Linked DNA regions of Mus musculus: region 2 is linked to region 1. The links are chromatin contacts, called in public HiChIP or PLAC-seq maps. All regions are on one chromosome and are shown on one strand. The core of a region is the stretch at or near the end of the contact, and the rest is flanking DNA. Distances in the headings are between cores, read along the strand shown. Region 1 has its middle 6.5 kb from the start of Gm25222. Region 2 overlaps Kcnab1 (potassium voltage-gated channel, shaker-related subfamily, beta member 1).

Region 1 (4,903 bases), core at 710-3,209:
AAATGAATGTTGTACCTTAAGGAACTCTTGTGAATGTGTAAAGTAGCAGGCACAAATACTGGAGTCACAGAGGAAAGCCACAAAATAAAAGCTAGAAATCAACATTGCCATCTTGGGGATGTATTCCAAGTAGGTTATTTATTTATTTATTTATTTGTTTGTTTGTTTATTTATGTCAACTTGGCATAAGCTAAAGTCATCTGGGAACAGGGCACCTTAACTGAGAAAATGTATGGTTGTTTCACAAGCCACTGTGTATGAAGCCACAAAATAAAAGCTAGAAGTCACAAGGGACTGGTGTTAGGGCAAGCTGCACTCATTAAGAAACAGTAACAGGAACCATATCTTATACCTATCCCTTCCTTAAAATCCCCTCAAGACAGGAGACATCCAAAACAGCATTTGAAAAAGAATTATGACAGGAAAATAGATCTAAAACCCAAAAAGTGTTTGTTTTTCTACACAGGGTCTCATTATGTTCATAATAACCTAGAATTCACTATCTTCCTCTCTCAGCTTCAAGAGAGGTAGGATTATCAGTCTGCACTACCACATCTAGCTTAAAGATTTGGATTTTCCTTTTCATTTGTTTTTCAACTATTAGTGAGCACTAGAGACGACTTGAGATTTATTTTCCATCCATGCAGCATTATCAGCTTAAAGCATATCCCTTTTTAGACAGAATTTCCAAGAGCAGTAAAAGCCAGCTTACAATGAGACCATTTTTGGAAGTGATGGTAAATGCTTACACATCAGATATTGTAGGGTTTTCCTTTTCTTTTGAACACATGCTTTAAATGTGCAGCTGCCACCTATCAAAAGTATATTAGCAATTCTGATGTTGCCATGCTCAACCTGTCATGCTGTTTAGAGCTCTGTTCCTGGCCCAAGTCACTTCTCTCTCCTGCTTGTATGATTAACCTTCACAACTTCAAATCACTTGAACTCTTTCCAGTCACTTCACTCACAGAGCAACCCTGTCCTGAGGATTGCTATACAGTATTCCATTGAGTGAGTATATCTCAATTTCTCCACCTATTCTGCCTTCAGGTAGGTTGGCATTAGCTTTTGGTTGGCAATTAAATTAATTTTGCTACTAAAAAAAATCTCTTTAGTCATCAGGAATGCAGTACATAGTATACCAAAGATGGGCATTTTACATCATAAAATGTAAGCATTGTGGCTCAGTGCATGAATCAGCATCCCACAGGAAATACCAGATTATTTAATGAGAAGGGAGTTTTAAATGGAGAACTGACATGAGTTTGCAGAGTGAAAGCAGGTGCCACAGTGCGCTGAGGCACCTGCAGTTAAGAAGCTGTTGAACAGTCAGTCAGCTCTGAAAGTAGAAGATGAAAGGTATGTGTTGTGTTAGCTTTCCCTAAGGAAATGCAAATAAGCATTCACTACTCCACAGCAGACCAGAGAAATGCATGATTTCACCAATGTCCAATTTGGTGAGACCAAGGCGTTTACTGAACCTCCTTATAGAACATAGGTAAGGGGTTAACTCAAGGATGCAGGTGAATCCCAAACGGGTATATTGCTGTGAAGTCAACACTACATCATGAACGGTCACTTGATGGGATCTGCATCAGGAAGTCCCTTTTTCAAGATTAACTGTCTCCTTCCCATAGCGTCTCTTAAGTTCTCTTGTAGCTGGATGAGGAGAGTTTCAGTTGAAGTCTTCAGATTCCTCCCCCCTTCCTCTACTACCTAAAAAGTACCATTAAGTCCTCCTAAGTCCCATTACCATTCCATAGACTTGGCTAGCATTATATTGGTCTGCTTTGGTTGCCATGGTTGCTGCTATGAATATTTATTTGCATTTCCTTAGGAAAAGCTAACACAACACATACCTTTCATCTTCTACTTTCAGAGCTGACTGTACAGTAGCTTCTTAGCTGCAGGTGCTTCAGTGCACTGTGGCACCTGCTTTCACTCTGCCAACTCGTCAGCTCTCCATTTAAACTCCCTTCTCATTAAATAATCTGGTATTTCCTGTGGGGTGCTGATTCATGCAGTGAGCCACGTTGCTTACAGAGGCAAAGTCCAAGATGACATGGTACTGTTGGAAAAAAACCTGTCACACAACAAACAGTATGGGTACCTCATGAGGGCTACCTTGGGAGAGTCATTGCAGGTGAGTGAGTGAGCTATGGTTGAAACAAAGGATTATAACCTCTCTTTTCATCTGCAGCCTCCAGGGTCTTCTCATTGGCAAAACATACTGGCAGCTATAAGCAAAGGCAATTTGTAATGAAGCCCACAGATACCAGTGTGAAGAGAGAGAAGGGCAGAGAATATCCCTTCTCTAGGTAAAAAACAAACAAACAGACAAACAAACAAACAAACTAGCAGCATCCTGAGTCACTACCTACAGGCTACCACTCAGGAGAGGAGCCTGGCTCCTCTCGCCTTCCATCCTCCACACATCCTGTACTTCAGAAACCAGACTTTTCCTCCCTTTCTCTCATTGGTACAATTCTCCCACTGAAGGATCATGAGTCAGCTACTCCAACAACTATTCATCCACCCATTTGAAGATTGATCACCTAGATACAGTTTAAGTGTTAAGGCTACAAAGATGGAGACAGGTAGTAGTTACAGCTCAAGTTCCTTTCACAAAATAAATTGTAATATAATGATAATGACAGCAAAAAAAGATGATAACCACAGTCAGGATAAGGGAGAAAAGGGAAATAATATAAAGCAATCACAAAGTCCTCCAATACCAAAAATATCTGTGCAAAACTTCCAAGCTCTCAAGAAAGGGTGGGTAGGTGAAGGAATGGATAAGTAAAATATTGTTGGAATATTGAAGGGACAAGGGGACAATCTGAGTGACATGGAGCCAAGCAAATGAAGAGAGGGCTTGCAAATTTCAGAAGTGCAACTGGCTTCTATTGGAAGAATGTGGGCAAGAAAGGACCAGGTGGCAGCTATTGAAAACAGAATCTATTTGAAGGATTTTTCCACTTTGCCTCTCTGTTGCTGTGAAAAAGAAAGCCTGACAAAAGCCACTTGGGGAGGGAAGGGTTTTCCTGATCTATATTTTCAGCTCACAATCCACCCCTGAGGAAAGTTGCGACAGGAGCTCAAGTTAGGACACTGAAGCAGAGGCACACTGGTAGTTGGCTCACTCTCAGCTGACTTTGTTAGACAGCCTGGGACCACCTGCTCATGGATGGTTCCACCTACATTGGGTTGGGTCCTCTCACATCAATCAGTAATCCAGACACCTTCTCACAGATGGCTCTCCTATAACAGTGGGAGTTAAACAAGAAAGTATGTTTTGTTCCTATGTTACTGAGCCTTTTCTTATAACTTCTGATAAGTCCTATCTGTCATATCCTACTCTACTGTATATCTTACATGTCTACCCTAAAGTCCCAATGAAATATTCTAATGAAAAAAACTTCTAATTTCAACTATGTCCTATTATGATACCTACTAGGTATCTTTACAGACTAAGATTTTATTCACTACATTAAGACTACATTATGGCCAGACAGTGGTGGTTCATGCCTTTAATCCCAGCACTTGGGTGTCAGCGACAGGTGGATCTCTAAGTAGCAGGCCAACCTAGTCTATAGAACAAGTTGCAGGACAGCAAGGGCTATACAGAGAAACCCTGTCTCAAACCCAATTCCCACCCCCCAAAAAAAGAAAAGAAAAGAAAAAGACTACATTATGAAAGGCCTAATCCCCAGTGTTACCCCACAGCACAAGCAGCTGCTTCAGAAGCAGTGTAAATGGAAGACTGAGCCAGGTCCTCATCCAGCTTTGCTGGTCACTTGGAGCTCACAGCTCTACTCATCCAGAACCGTGGACACCGTGGTGCTGTTAAGCTCACTGCTCACAGAAGCTGAGGTCAGCTGGATGGTCCTGTCAACAGTGGGGACTCTTCCACCAACAGTTTCATCAGTATTCCTCTTTGGCCTCAGCAAGATAATGAAGCACTTGGGAAGAAATACACAGCCTAACAAGCCATAGCTGGATGCCAAAATGGCAAATATTTCCACAGCCACTTTGAATTTGCCTTTAATGCTCAGGTAAGCAGGGACAAAAGAATCCAGACAATGAAAAAGACGAGCATTCCAAAAGTGATACATTTCCCGTCATAATAGTTATCTGGCAGCTGGTGAGCCACAAAGATTGTAAGAAAACACAGCAGAGCCAGGAGAACATCAAACCCAAAAATGGAGCACAGAAACTCTACAGAACCTTCATTGCATTCAAAGATAATCTTTACATTTTTGCTGTTCAATGTTCTTAAACATCCTTGGAGGCTCCAACACTAAGTAAGCTGTGCATACACCAATCTCCCCTACAACACAGATCAGCACAATGAGTTTTTGATAAATGTAGTACATGGATATAAGCCTGGTTTTGGATATTGAAATCCTGTGGGCAAAATAAGAGTGAAATAGTCTTTCTGAGAATAGAACAGACAAGGGCAAAAGCCGAGTTCCAGAGAGATCTGGTGGGCCATGCAGGACCAGCTGCGTGGCTTGCCTGTGAACTGCATGGTTAACAGCACTGTGATTCCCAGAGACATATGAACGAGGAAGCTCAGCTCCTGCTCATTGGCTTTCACCAATGGAGTGTGCCTGTGGATCACATACACAACAGTGACTGCCAAGACCACAAGTGCCCCAATGATGAAAAGGATAATGAGGGGGAACCCCAGGGCCTCCTCATAAGTGAGGAACTTCACATGGATCACATTCCCTTTGACTCACATTGCACTGACAAAGTACAGCTCCCTCTAGAGGTTGAGAATTACGTTTAATTTTAGGAATTTAGCCCTTCTTTTCCATTTCAGCTTCTTATGAGTTGATCTTTTACACTAACATGCTCCTTTTCCTTCTCCATAAAGCTCAAAACAATCATAAATGAG
Region 2 (4,903 bases), core at 1,493-3,992, 400 kb before region 1:
CTACACCGTGATTCCCTGTAGTCAATGGCTATGTATATTTCGAAGTACAAATAATGACCTTTATGGCACTTATTTTCAAACTATTATAGATTATTTCTTTACCAAGTGTTGACTGTGTTTTGGACAGCCTTTTGTTCTAGTACCATGTGATTTAAATTTTATTTTATTTTATTTTATTTTATTTTATTTTATTTTATTTTATTTTGTTTTTGCTTTTCTGGTATAGATCAGTAAGACTTTAAAAGGCAAACTAGCAGTTATGGTAGATGTGGTACCTCCAGCCTTTCTTCTTGATGATGCTTCCCAGAATCACCTCAGCCCTGAAGGGGAAAATAGACAATGTCTTAGGATGCAGTGTCTCAGAAAAGCAAGAGTCAACCCAACACCAGAGCCATCCCATTTTTGAACTCTCAGTGCCTACAGATCCCCAAAATAGAAGCACGCTCAGCTGGTAGCACAGTCTCCACTGTTTCTGCTGGTGCCCGCAGAATCCTGCTCCCAGGCATCCCAGAAGCACCTGCCAAATGCTGGCACTGGCAGGAGACCTCCTGTGGTCCCGACATAAGAAACAGAGGAGTCATCTGGCAGCTTGGTCCCTCATAAAAATATCCCACTTGGTGGTGTTCAACGAGAGTCAGCACCACCTATTTCCATCTATTGTGCTGGAACAATTCAGTTGTGCCCAGAGGCTTCAGACTGTTTTAACAGAAAATACTAGTTTCCCAGTTGATCTTGGAAGAGAAGAAAGAATCTATATGTGTATTCAGATATCTCTAAGTTCAGTGTTGCAGTTATTGTGGTCCATAAGAGAATGTCCTAGGACTGAGTAATGTTTGTCATAGGACTAAGGTATAGGGAGACACTACAAAATATTTTTCCTGTTCCTAAGGCTGGGTTGTGGAATGGTGCACTGAAGACATCCTAAGAATATCCTCACTTCCACTTCCCCAGCAGACTCACCAAGATTGAGGAGACTAAAATGTTCTCCTATAACCCACCCAGTACGATGATCAGTGTAAGAAGCAGTTGGGCTGCCAGAGATTGGAGTAGGGAAGTCAATGCAGTTAGCATTTGGTTCATCAGTGAGCCAGATATGGACGCCATTGTTAGCTAGTATTTGATGTAAACCAAAGTTGTTTTATTTGCGTGCACAGCCTCCAAGGAATCATGATGCATGCTAGCTATGGCACATGCTCCAAATGAACAGACATGGGGTAGTACTGGAATCGTCTTCATTACTCCTTGTTTGTCTGTTGTTACGTGTGACCTTAAATATTGGGAGCCTATCTTAGTTACATAGTGGCCATCAATGAATAACGATTCAAATGGTTGTCCCTTACAGTAGGAGTTGCAATCACTATGTTCCTCTCCTCTGCTTTAGCCAATTCGGTATTGAGCAAGATACCTTGGACTGAGAAAATCTCCTGAGAAGAGGGCATGCAGAAAGGAGCAAGGCCGAACAACTTCGACTTTCCTTTCTTGGATTCATTACAAACAACATAGATGTGGATGCTCAAGTCCTCTGATGGTCCTTAAAAATAGGCAGGTCTTTGAAAAGGAATAACCAAAGTAAGAAGAAGCTCCAAGAATATTTGGAGCAATTACTATTGACTGGGTAAGCCTCAGCTCTACTGTAACTGGCCTGGGGGAGGCGGGCAGCTAGCTTGGTGTGTTCATATTCCATGTCTTCTGCCTTTGCTGGTGGAAGCTGGACACCCACGTTCATTCCAGGAGACCAGGGCTCCATATCGATTCTAAAATACACTAGTTATGTTATGTGACATGTGCTTGCTGATCCGGCCTAATAGAACATCAATTATGTGTTCTAACATAACAAGCCATGTTCAGACTGCCAAGTCGATGCTCAGGCCCAAAGGAAATCTCTAAAGTTACTCGTTACCTTCAGCAAGGTCTCTCTGTCGCTTACAGTCTTCAGAATAGGCTCTGAAGTGCCCTCTTAGAAAAGTTGTTAATTTCTTGGCATCATTAAGAAATCACAACTTTCATGAATATCAGTGTAGGGCGGAGGAAGAACATGCCTGCTGATATATGTACAAGAAGAGCAGTCCCTCCTTGCCAATGCCACAGCAATGTTTGAGCACACCCTCTTGCTTCCACCAATGATGCCATGTGAGAGCTAAAAACTTGTTCTGACTTACTTCCCAGCAGCATAGACCTCAGCTGTGTCGAAGAGATTAACTCCACTTTCGTAGGCAATTGTCATCAGCCGTTCAGCAACCTGCAAGAGGATGCAAGGGTCAGTCAGAAATGCCAGGCATTCTTCCTAGCTGGGAAGCAATGTTAAATCCTTTATCCACCGTTCACTCTGAGATCCTATGAACCACTTGTGTTTTTCTCAGCTGTAGTGAGTGACAAGAGAAAGAGAAGTATAAGGCAGGTGATTCTCCTACCCTCAGACACTGGGTAGGCTGTAATCTCACTCTTGGAGGGGTGTGTTTTGTTGCCCACGGAGCACTGAGGGGTTCAGATCTGTGTTTTCCACCCTGCTGGGAAGACCTTGTATGAGAACACCCTCCGTGACATCTAATCTTGCTGACAAAGAGGGTCATCTGTATCAAAGCTGACTCCAACCCTCAAGCCCTTTCTGCAAGTCAATAGCTTCTGGCAGTTGGATGACTCCTGACCTAAAAGCTTGTGACTTTGCTCAAGGCCTGGCCAACTGTGCTGATGAATCACAGGCCAGACAATCATGACTGTTGTTAAAGCTCCTGCCACCCACAGTTCAGTGGAACAATAAGCATCATCTTGGTGCTGCTGCTGAGTCAACACAGGGGAGGGAGCAAGCTCCTCTGGACTCAGGCCGGAATGGGTCAGGGCTCCGTGTTCCATCCTCCTTGCTGCTCAGGGCAAGTAAGAGCGTGCCAGGAGAGGAGAGGGCTACCTGCAACAATCAGCCTAAGGTGGAGCTGTAGGAGGATGCTGGAAAACGGCAGTGGAGGAATCTTTCTCCACTTTGCTGATTAATTTGCTAGATGTTTGAACATTTTTTTTCCACTTCTCACATAATAACAATTGATTTTCCATTATGTTCTTTGGTGGTGGACTAAAGTTGCTTCACCAGCGTTTCTAATATAGACTGTTTCTGGTGTTTTAAAAATTAGCCTCTCAAGACCATGGGTAGGCTAGTGTGCATATCCACTAGCATTACCCACAAGGAAGCAGTTACTGATTTTTAATTTGATAAGATTAAGACATTATTTTAAAGCAAAGTTGAAAAGTAAAGCAAATATAGGTTTCCTCATTCTGACTGTCCTGTTTTAGATGACGGCAAAAAATTATTGTGGTATGTCTTACAGCATATTGGTGGGTTATTTATTAGGAAATGTAACAATTACATCTTAGCTACAGAGAAGTTTTGAAATGGAGTACCTGAGAATAGACACCCTTCCCAGTCACAGGGTCTGAAGACCTTATGTGGAATAATGGGAAAAACATTGAAGTCTAAAGACTGGATTTAGGCCTTGATATAGTTTTAATCTGAAATGTCTTTCAAGTCCCCTGCATTTGGTCCCTGATCTATAGCATCTTTTGGAGATGGAAGACTCCTTAGGAGGTGTGGCCTAGTGGTAGAAAGCTAAGTCACTAGGCTCCTGCCTGTCTTTACTTCCTGGAGCTTGCAGTTCTCCAGCACGAAGAACATTATGGCCATTTTTACCTGCTTGGAGCTGAGAACTCCTGGAAGACCAAGAGAAAGCTGAAAGATCAGGGAAGTAAACTCATTGTTATTGGCTTACAGTTTTAGCCCCCAGAAAAGAGGTGAGATTGAGCCATTCAGTTGTGAGTGTGATTGGGTTTGGCTAGTCGTCCTTGTTCCTCCTTGTGGACAGCTCTGCAGGACCCTTCCCACAGCTGCTCTCCAGAAGGACTCTAGCTGTTGGATGTACGTCTGTGTTAGTGTCTCTGCAAATGTTCATGACAACTTTATTGTGCAATTTTGAGAGCTGGAATTTTGAAATGGCTCATCACAGAGGTCAGTCCTGCATGTCCAGACATGAGATCCCTACAGCAGAGGACAGACAGTATGAAGGGGAGATCAGAGACTTGTGGTGAGTAGGGGTGGAGACTAGATTTGCCCACAAGGCTAGCCACCATTGCCTTTTTCCTTCTACGCAGTGCACTAGGCACTGGCAGGTTGCATGCAGGCTGGAGACTCTGGCTGTGAACTTCCTTCCTTCCTATGTTGCTGCTTACTTCCAGCCTAACAGTGTCTGTGGCCTTTGCTGTACTCCCTGTGACTGTGCCTTTGTGTTACCCCCATACATCCCTACCTGATGCCAGTCATACGGTCTCTTGATGTGCACCTGGGTCCTCCTGTGGGGAGAAAGGACTTCTTCCTTCTTAGCTACTGGGAGTGTGGCTGTTGAAAGACTTTTTGCTGCCAGCCCCCTAAAACTCTGCTTGGCTGGAGTCACCCAAGATCTGCTAAGCTAGCCTTACCTAATGACTGGGCAGCACAGTTATACACACACACACACACACACACACACACACACACACCCAAGAAGAAAAAAAATGTTAGGAAGGAAAGACAATCCCTACTGCACATTGTCTTCATTAGAACTGTAGAAGCTAAAATCAGCTTACCTCATCTGAGATTTGACCTCCAAATGTCACCCATGTTCCTGGAAGAGAACAAATATTTGTGCATTATTTGTAGCCATTTTTCTAAGATTGTACATAATAAGAGCAGACTTTTGTATCAAGCAGATAGTTCGTAAATGTACTTAGATGAGGGCACATGCAGCCTGTTGTCTAGCCTCCCACCGTCCCCTGTCCACTTCCTAAATATTCCAGAAAGGGTCTATGAACCTTTGGGAGAAGAGTGCTTCTTCAAGCCACCATGGATGCTTGTGGCAGGCAGCCCTGGCCTACAATGAGACTT

Evidence for each region. HiChIP or PLAC-seq counts read pairs in DNA pulled down with a chosen protein or histone mark.
Region 2: a contact with region 1 is called in a FOXA1 HiChIP or PLAC-seq map of pancreatic cancer cells. The contact joins two enhancer-like sites. A contact is called at or near these places in 1 of 484 Hi-C or Micro-C datasets (embryonic stem cells), 1 of 115 datasets of contacts at active chromatin or transcription factors (pancreatic cancer cells) and 1 of 9 other capture datasets (embryonic stem cells).

What each region holds. Positions count from the first base shown.
Region 1 is chr3:64,898,672-64,903,574 of GRCm38.p6, reverse strand. It overlaps the pseudogene Vmn2r-ps13. Among named protein-coding and RNA genes, the nearest start is that of Gm25222, 6.5 kb to the right of the region's middle. Within about 2 kb of position 1,959, at least 13 of the 459 cell types and tissues checked have an H3K27ac peak or open chromatin away from gene starts, as enhancers often do. A contact at or near this core is called in pancreatic cancer cells, where this site is marked.
Region 2 is chr3:65,295,005-65,299,907 of GRCm38.p6, reverse strand. Kcnab1 (potassium voltage-gated channel, shaker-related subfamily, beta member 1) reads right to left here. Exons shown (of 14, transcript NM_010597.5): 3 at 4,606-4,643; 4 at 2,160-2,239; 5 at 276-320. It overlaps A330015K06Rik (RIKEN cDNA A330015K06 gene), which reads left to right. Exons shown (of 5, transcript NR_126080.1): 2 at 1,382-1,615. Among named protein-coding and RNA genes, the nearest start is that of A330015K06Rik, 5.2 kb to the left of the region's middle. Within about 2 kb of position 2,742, at least 43 of the 459 cell types and tissues checked have an H3K27ac peak or open chromatin away from gene starts, as enhancers often do. A contact at or near this core is called in pancreatic cancer cells, where this site is marked.